Linked DNA regions of Sus scrofa: all the other regions are linked to region 3. The links are chromatin contacts, called in public promoter capture Hi-C maps. All regions are on one chromosome and are shown on one strand. Each heading gives the region's core, a stretch centred on a gene start, on an enhancer-like site or on the middle of the called end of the contact. The rest is flanking DNA. Distances are from core to core; before and after follow the strand shown. Region 1 overlaps KANSL1 (KAT8 regulatory NSL complex subunit 1). Region 2 overlaps MAPT (microtubule-associated protein tau). Region 3 holds the start of KANSL1 (KAT8 regulatory NSL complex subunit 1).

Evidence for each region. Promoter capture Hi-C pulls out the DNA fragments that hold promoters and counts their contacts.
Region 1: a promoter capture Hi-C map of fetal liver shows a contact between it and region 3, with 2.2 times the contacts expected there. The contact joins the enhancer-like site here to the promoter of KANSL1 in region 3. A contact is called at or near these places in 2 of 5 promoter capture datasets (fetal liver and liver), 19 of 47 Hi-C or Micro-C datasets (alveolar macrophages, blood, embryonic fibroblasts and 8 more) and 2 of 2 datasets of contacts at active chromatin or transcription factors (alveolar macrophages and skeletal muscle).
Region 2: a contact with region 3 is called in a promoter capture Hi-C map of fetal liver, with 3 times the contacts expected there. The contact joins the enhancer-like site here to the promoter of KANSL1 in region 3. A contact is called at or near these places in 3 of 5 promoter capture datasets (fetal liver and liver), 18 of 47 Hi-C or Micro-C datasets (alveolar macrophages, blood, brain and 11 more) and 2 of 2 datasets of contacts at active chromatin or transcription factors (alveolar macrophages and skeletal muscle).

The regions. Positions count from the first base shown.
Region 1 is chr12:17,071,588-17,074,287 of Sscrofa11.1, reverse strand. The region is part of intron 7 of KANSL1 (KAT8 regulatory NSL complex subunit 1); the gene reads right to left. Among named protein-coding and RNA genes, the nearest start is that of MAPT, 140 kb to the left of the region's middle. Within about 2 kb of position 1,342, at least 1 of the 83 cell types and tissues checked has an H3K27ac peak or open chromatin away from gene starts, as enhancers often do. A contact at or near this core is called in fetal liver, where this site is marked.
Region 2 is chr12:17,115,583-17,118,351 of Sscrofa11.1, reverse strand. The region is part of intron 7 of MAPT (microtubule-associated protein tau); the gene reads left to right. Among named protein-coding and RNA genes, the nearest start is that of MAPT, 95 kb to the left of the region's middle. Within about 2 kb of position 1,306, at least 50 of the 83 cell types and tissues checked have an H3K27ac peak or open chromatin away from gene starts, as enhancers often do. A contact at or near this core is called in alveolar macrophages, embryonic fibroblasts, epiblast stem cells and 6 more, where this site is marked.
Region 3 is chr12:16,900,241-16,902,940 of Sscrofa11.1, reverse strand. It overlaps KANSL1 (KAT8 regulatory NSL complex subunit 1), which reads right to left and starts at 1,330. Exons shown (of 15, transcript XM_013989925.2): 1 at 1,203-1,330.

The sequences.
Region 1 (2,700 bases), core at 93-2,592, 170 kb before region 3:
GGGATCGAATACATGAATATAACCCCATATGCCATAGGCAAAGCATGGCCCTAAAAAAGCAGAAAGAGAGACAGAAAGAAATTTAAAGCACAATGCTTAATGCTATTAATTATTAATAACATTCTACAAATTAATCTTAAACTCAATAGGTTTTGGTATACAGGGGAGAAAAGACAAATGGAATTTAAACAAATAATCTTAAAACTACAACTAGAAGAGTAAGTGGTAAGGGGGAAAGTTCCCAGAAATTTTCTTATAAGCAAAGATAGAGAGTGATTTGCCCTACCACATTTTAGAAGTATTTAAAAGTTACAGTAATTTGGAGTTCCCATTGTGGAGCAGCAGAAATGAATACTACTAGGAACCATGAGGTTGTGGTTCAATCCCTGGCATCGCTCAGTGGGTTAAGGATCTGGTGTTGCCGTGAGCTGTGGTGTAGGCTGCAGACTCAGTTCGGATCTGGCATTGCTGTGGGCCAGCAGCTGTGGCTCCGATTTTGACCCCTAGCCTGGGAACTTCCAAATGCCGTGGTGCAACCCTAAAAAGCAACAACAACAACAACAATAAAAAGTGCAGTATTTTAAGAAATCTGCTATTGGTTAAGAAACAGAAAATTTAATTAAACAAAAAAAGCATATATAATGTTTAACACAACTAATATTTCTAAATTCATCAGCTTAAAAAAAATGATTTTTCAGGAAAAATAGAATTTGAATTCCTACTTCACTTCAAAATAAACTCCAAAGGAAATAAAGATTAAAATATAAAACAAACGTTGTTCTTAGACTGCAAAAGAAAAATTGTGGGTCGACATACAGCAATTAAAAGTGTGGGCTATGGGGTCTGGCTGTCTAGGTTTGTGCCCTAACTCTGCTACTAGCTGTATGACCTTAGACAAGCTACCTAATGGCTGCATTCACAGTAAAAGACGCCTATCGGATAAGGTTGTTTTGAGGATAAAAATCACTTAGAACAGCATCTGGTCTTAACTCAGAAGGGAATAAAAGAAAGAACATAGACCGTAAAGACCACTGATATGAAATTCTAGTCTATTGTTAGCTGTATGATCTCCTCAAATTTACTCACCATATGGGATGATGAGTTATTTTACTAATAAGGGATCCCTAATCCTAATGTCATGGGATTTGGGGAGATATAATATGACCTCAAAAACTGTTAAAATGCTACACAAACGCTAGCTAAATTTGCATATGTCAAGGTTTCTCAACAACAGCACTACTGATACTTGGAACTCGATAATTTTTTGTTGTGAGGAGTCCTCCTGTGCACTGTAGATAAGCAGCAGCATCCCTGGTCTCTCCTCATGGTGCAAGCAACACCCTCCTCCCCATTTCTGTGACAACCAGAAATGACTACAGACACTGTCATATGTTTCCAGGGGGTGGGTGGGTCAGTCAAAAATTGTGTAGAATCATGAGCTCAAATTACGGTTATTTCTTCTAGTAAAATTTAAAGCACAGGCTCCCATTAAACATTAATGGTGAGAAAGAAGAAATCTGGAGTTCCCGTTGTGGCGCAGTGGTTAACAAACCCAACTAGGAACCATGAGGTTGCGGGTTCGGTCCCTGCCCTTGCTCAGCAGGTTAACGATCCGGCGTTGCCGTGAGCTGTGGTGTAGGTTGCAGACGCGGCTCGGATCCCGCGTTGCTGTGGCTCTGGCATAGGCCGGCGTCTACAGCTCCGATTCAACCCCTAGCCTGGGAACCTCCATATGCCGTGGGAGTGGCCCAAGAAATAGCAAAAAAAAGACAAAAAAAGACAAAAAAAAAAAAAGAAATTTTAAAACTATAGTCAAGGCAAAAGGACTCAAGAGCAAGCTTGAAGAGACTTCCACTAATCAAATAATCAAAAATGACACTTGAGCACAGAAAAGAATTTCAGTGAAGTTTCCTCGGTGGCCTAGTGGCGGAGGATTCGTCTCTGCTATAGCTTGAGCTCAATCCCTGGCCTAGAAATATCTGCACACTGCAGGTGCGGAAAAAAAAGAGAAGAATTTCAACGGCTTGACTAACTCAAATATGTTTAATAAACCAATGACGACTTTTTTTTTTTTTTTGTCTTTTTGCCTTTTCTAGGGCTGCTCCCACGGCATATGGAAATTCCCAGGCTAGGAGTCTAGTCAGAGCTATAGCCACTGGCCTACACCACAGCCACAGCAACTCGCGATCTGAGCGGCATCTGCGACCTACACCACAGCTCACGGCAACACCAGATCCTTAACCCACTGAGCAAGGCCAGGGATCGAACCGGCAATCTCATGGTTCCTAGTCAGGTTGGTTAACCACTGAGCAATGACGGGAACGCCCAATGACTTCTTAATCATACCCACTGCCCCCTCCACAAAAATTTTACTGGTTGTCGTCCTTGGAAGATGGCAGGAAACCAAATTATTATTCAAAAATGGATAGATGAAAGGAAATAAACATGAATCATGCTTTTTTCTGCACAAACTGTACTTCAGAGTAAACCAACTGCAGAAAAGGGCATTTTCCTCTTTATAGACAGTCTAGTTAATAAATAAACAGAACATCACTTCAACTCCTAAAGAAACAATGGGGTCCAGGCGATGACCACCAGTGAGGGTAACATAAAAAGAGAGGTAAGTCATTCCACGTCTTTTGATGCAATGCACTTGCACAAACTCAAACCTAAATTTGTTCAAGTCTCTATATCCAACTA
Region 2 (2,769 bases), core at 57-2,556, 220 kb before region 3:
AAAAAAAAAAAAAAAAAAAAAAAAAAAAAGAGAACATACTATAGCCTCAAAAGCTGGTTCCTCCCTTTTTTCCTTTATTCATTCATCCAACATTTCTGGGGCACCTCTGAGCGCCAGACCCTATGCTAAGAGATCCTGCCTCCAAGGCCCAGGCTGGGGAAGGAGACACATGAGCTAATAAAAAGGGGCAGGATGGAGTTCCCGTCGTGGCGCAGTGGTTAACGAATCTGACTAGGAACCATGAGGTTGTGGGTTTGGTCCCTGCCCTTGTTCAGTGGGTTAACGATCCGGCGTTGCCGTGAGCTGTGGTGTAGGTTGCAGACGTGGCTCGGATCCCGCATTGCTGTGGCTCTGGTGTAGGCCGGTGGCTACAGCTCCGATTCAACCCCTAGCCTGGGAACCTCCATATGCCGTGGGAGCGGCCCAAGAAATAGCAACAACAACAAAAGACAAAAAGACAAAAAAAAAAAAAAAAGGGGGGGGGCAGGAGGAGAGGTCGGCCACACGCAGGAGGGAGCAGCCTGCACCATCGATGGTCCCCCACACTGAGGGTCACCTGTGTGGTCATCCACCCTGAGGAGGTCACCTGCACCATCCAGAGTCACCACCCTGAGAATCACCTGTGTTTAGAGTGTCACTCACAATGCCAGTTGCACCAACAAATCAGAGAAAACAGGACAGACCCTTTGAGGGGATCATCACTGGGTCTCTGAGAGGACAGTCCCCAACACAGAGTTCTGGAGACCCACCCAGACGGAGAGAGACTAGTGGGAAACTGCCCCTGAAGCTATCTGAGAGCAAAAGCAAACTAAAGCTAAAACAGGCCCAGCCGGGGCAGCAGAGGGGCGTGGGCTGGGCTGGAGCTGCGTTTGTTTACGGGAGAACTGAGAGTTAACAGCTGGTAGAGGGAGGTCCCTGCTGGCTCTGCTGTGAACTGCCTGGGCATTTGGCCCGACAGGACAGGATGGGATAGGATGGAGAAGGCAGAGGGTGGTGGGTGACACCGCCTGCAGAGCCTCAGGCTCCACTGCAGTGAGTCATGGAGGCGGAGCTGAGTAAGAGGGGCGAGTGTGGGCCTGGCCGAGATTAAGGCGGCACCGACCTCAGCAGCTGCTCTGTGTGGTCAGCGGAGAGCACAGGGGTCCCAGGTACCTTCCACGGTGAGAGAGAGGAGCTCATTTGGGGCCGAGGCTGCCAGGTAAGAACTAGGGGGCTCCCTGTGGCTGCCAAGGTGAGAAGGGACATGCAGAGTCATGACCAGAGCATGGTGTGGGGAGGAGGGGGAGGGTGGTCTGGTGGACTTCCAGCAGATGGAGCCAAAGTCACGGTAGCTGGGAGGTGAAGGCCCCAGACAGGACACAGCTGCAGGGCTTGGAAAGCCTTGGGCTGCAATATTCCAGATGGCCACAAGATGGCAATGGCACGCTGTAGGCGGCCGTCTCATTCCCGAGAACTGAAGTATTTTGTGATGTGAGTCCGCTGTATTTGCTGACAAAGTTTCAGGTCTCATTTCAAAAAGTGTATGTGTGTGTGTAGAACACTTATGTGAAGTAAAAAATGTGAGTCTGTACCTAGAATAGTTTGCCTGTCCTGGATCAGGGCCAGAGACTCAGCAGAACTTGAGTTGAAGTGTCAGGCTCTGCAGATCCTCCTCTGGGACAGGCCTATAACTCCAAGACCCTCTGGGCACTTTCCCTGTACACAGCATCTGTGTTTCTGAAAAATCTGGTGTAAATCCCATCATTTTAAAGAAGCTTGGCAGCAGCTACTGTTTAAAAGAACAATGTAAATAGTTTGAGCTTCTGGGTCAGTTTTCAGGCTGACCATCCTGGGCTTGAAGAAATAGCTTGCTATGGTGTCCGGTGCCGACCCATGTTAAGTTCCCACCAGCCCCCAAGCCTCAGCACTGAGCCTGTTGACCCTACTGAGGCCAAGCCAGGCCCAACCCTATGCGTCCCCAGGGATGTGACGGTGGCCTGAAGACACTGGGCCAGCCTGGGAGCTCCTGAGGGGGAGGGCTGGGCCATCTGGAGCACCTTGAGAAATCTGAGCCCAAACAGAACCGGAACAAGGTCTGATGAGAGTTTGGAACCGTTTGGGGTTGTCCGGGAAATGGATTAAACCAAAGTGGATCCACTCCTAGCCTCACCCCACCCCAGCCTCTCCTCCAGATCAAACCCTGACCACAGGAATATGTCCCTGGATTAGGAGACCTCTGGATCAAAAATCGGAGCCTCCAAAACGTTTTTTCCTTGATGGGTATTTTCAGTGTCTGCCCAGAGCTGAGGCTCAATACTTTACATTTACTCAGCTGAGAAATTAAGTTTTAGGATTCCATTTTCATAATGCCATCCATTGCCCTTTCTTCTCCTTTTTGTAAATCTACCATTCTGTAAAGGGTATTGCCTTAATTTGACCACTAACAGTAATTCAGGTCTGCTTTGTAAATATCCTTATGTCTCCTGCCAAATCCTGCAAAAGCTTTTGCCTTTTTTTGTGGGATTGGAACGAGGAAAAAACATATGGGAGTTCTCATTGTGGCTCAGTGGGTTAAGAACCCAACAGTGTCTGTGAGGATGCGGGTTCAATCCCTGGCCCCACAGTGGGTGGGTTAAGGATCCGGCATTGCCTCAAGCTGTGGCATCAGTCACAGATGCAGCTTGGATCCAGTGTTGCAGCTGTAGTGTAGGCCTACAGCTGCAACTCCTATTTGACCCCTAACCTGGGCACTTCCATATGCTGCAGATGTGGCCATAAAAAGAAGAAAAA
Region 3 (2,700 bases), core at 81-2,580:
TAAATCAAACCTCTCTGATCATTCTGATTGTCCTAAATTTCCTTAAGTTTAAGTTGCAGAGCCCATTCTACATGAAAAATACAATCCATTCTTGATCGAAGTGTTATAAACAAATAAGAGATCTTTCTTGCCTAGAGATCTTTAAAAGCAGACCAAATAACTTAATTCTGGGGATGGGAGGGAGGCAGGGTTGTCTGGAGGCAGGAGGATGGATTAAATGACCTCTTGTAGGATCCCTGTTCAAGTCCTAGGCCTGAATGAAAATTCCAGCTTAACCAGTTACTGTTTTACTTAAAATGGAGGCTTGCCCGAATAGGGACAAAAATACAGCACCCACCTCTCTAAAATAAATGTTTAAAATTTAAAGACTATAGTACCCTCATTTCTAAGAAAAATTAAAAATAAAACCTCTGGAGTGGATTTGTTCTTGCTATGCGTTTATCACAGCAGCTTCGAAGACTTGGCATCACTTTCCTCACCGCTCGTCGGATTGGGGAGGGGTTAGGTGGGGGGGGGGGCAGTTTGACTCTTGACCCAGTCTCGGGAGGGTTTAAGCCACTCCATGATCTCCACCGCAAAAGCAAACCGGTGAGGAGAAGGGGACAGCTCGAGTTCCCACCCCTCCCCCACCTTGGACCCTAGTCCCAAACCTACCCCCCTCACCTTCCCGCAGTGGGGCGACTCCTTCCTGGCCCAAACCCATTGTTGGGAAGGGGACGATAAGGAGAGTGGGCTCTGAGCAGAGGCGCCTGTGGCGGTTGCCCTGACTCGCTTCAGGAGGGGGCGGCCCGCAGGATGCAGCTTCCCGTCCTCTCCGCGTCGGTCCGTCCCACCTCGGCTCGGCCTGGCGCTCCGGGCTCTGCTCGGCGCCCCCATCCCCGGGCCCGGCCCAACCCGCCCCCTGAGCACCAGGCCCCGGCCCCTCAGCCGGGAGCCCGCAGCCCAGGCCTGCGGGTGGGCGCGGGGCGGGGGTCCCTATGCCCCCCACACACACGTCCCCTCTCCCCCAGCCCAGCCGTTTCCAGGGCCCTCGGCGGCGCCCGCTCCCCGGGCCCGTCGGCTCCCCGCCTCCCGGCCGGGGCGCCCCCTCGGCCTCCAGAGGTCGAGGCCGCCTCTTCTTCCCCACCATCACCCCTACCGACTTGTGCCCCCACCCCCCCGGGCACCAGTGCCAACGGCGGCTACCCCGGCCCCGGACCTACCTGCACGGCTCAACCAAGCCTAGAAGTGGGGGCGGGGAAATCTTCCGCCCTCCTCTGTCTCTCATTGGCCTTTCCGGGGGACATCGGGGGCTCCATTGGCTAATGGTGGATGTCCGTCAGAGCGGTGGGGCGGGACAGAGGGGGAGAGGGATGCTGGTGCCTTGGCGTCTCTGTCTCTCTATCTCGCTGTCTCTGTCTCGGCTCTTGGAAACAAGAGACATTTGGATAGGAGGACTGGAAGGGGGCCTCAGGTGGAAGGAAAAGAAATAGAAATGCTGGCAGAGCTTCCCATCAGTATGCCACTCTGAACCCCCACCTAAGTCCCCTTTAGATCCTCTTCTCCATCACCCCCAACCCCAGCCCCTCACCCTTGTAGGTTCTTCATCCAGGAAGCTACATGATGAAAAGTTGAGGCCGGAAGGCCATGAGAGGAAATTTCATATATGTATATAAAATATACACATACAAATACTTATATATAAAGTCAACCGGATATAAGGTTATGAGAGCCAGGAGAGGAAAAGGCACACATCTCAGACAAGGAAGGGCTTGAGATATAGCCAATATAAGAAAGAATCAAAAATCGCTCTAAGAACTGGTAACAGTGGTTTCCTCCTGGGAGGGGAGCTGAGGGGAACAGGTGGGAGCAAGACTTACATTTCACTGCATATCCTTTTGCAGCTTTCGATTTTTGTACCATTCACAAAGATTCCCATTTTTTGGAAATTAATTGGCTTAAATTTTGAAATAATCATAAGGTTGCAAAACCAGGGGGACAGATAAGATGGTAGTCCAGGCAAAGTGGGACAACATGCAGAATTGGGAAGAAATCTTAGTTTTTAATATGTCCAGTCCCAGCTACCAGTAGTAAAACCAAGTGAATGTGTCCCAGAGGCTACTAGAGCTATGGAACTTGGGAAAGGGTGGATAATCTGGAATAAGGGAGATTTAGAGCTCTCCACCTAAATATAGTGATCAATGGCAGGCTAAAAGATTAAACTCCTGATAGAAATTTAAAAGACACCCACAATAAAAGTCAGGAGTGGGAAAAGAAACAGAAAGAGAGTCCGTGAGATAAGAAAAACAGAATAATGAAAGTATTCTTACCAACAGAGGTATGAAAGTTAAGGGAGGGAGGGTCTCTGGAAAGAAAAAAATAATAAAACTATGAGAGCCTCACAGGTCTTACAACTCACTTCAGAGACCCTCTTTAGTCTTACTCAATAAGAATGAAAACAAAGAGAATACCCAAAAAGTAGAGTTCTTAACCTTTTCAAACCATGTACCCTTCTCAGAATGTTTTTAAATGCATAATAAACATATGCAGGAATTCAAAGAAAACCAGTAATAGCAAAATACAATTTTCAAAATATCTTTTAAAGTGTAGCATAGTAATATATGTGCTTTATAGTAAATGCATTCAATAATAAGATCAATGGGGGAGGGATAGTAGGAGTTTGAGACTAATACATACTCACTACTATATATAAAATAAATA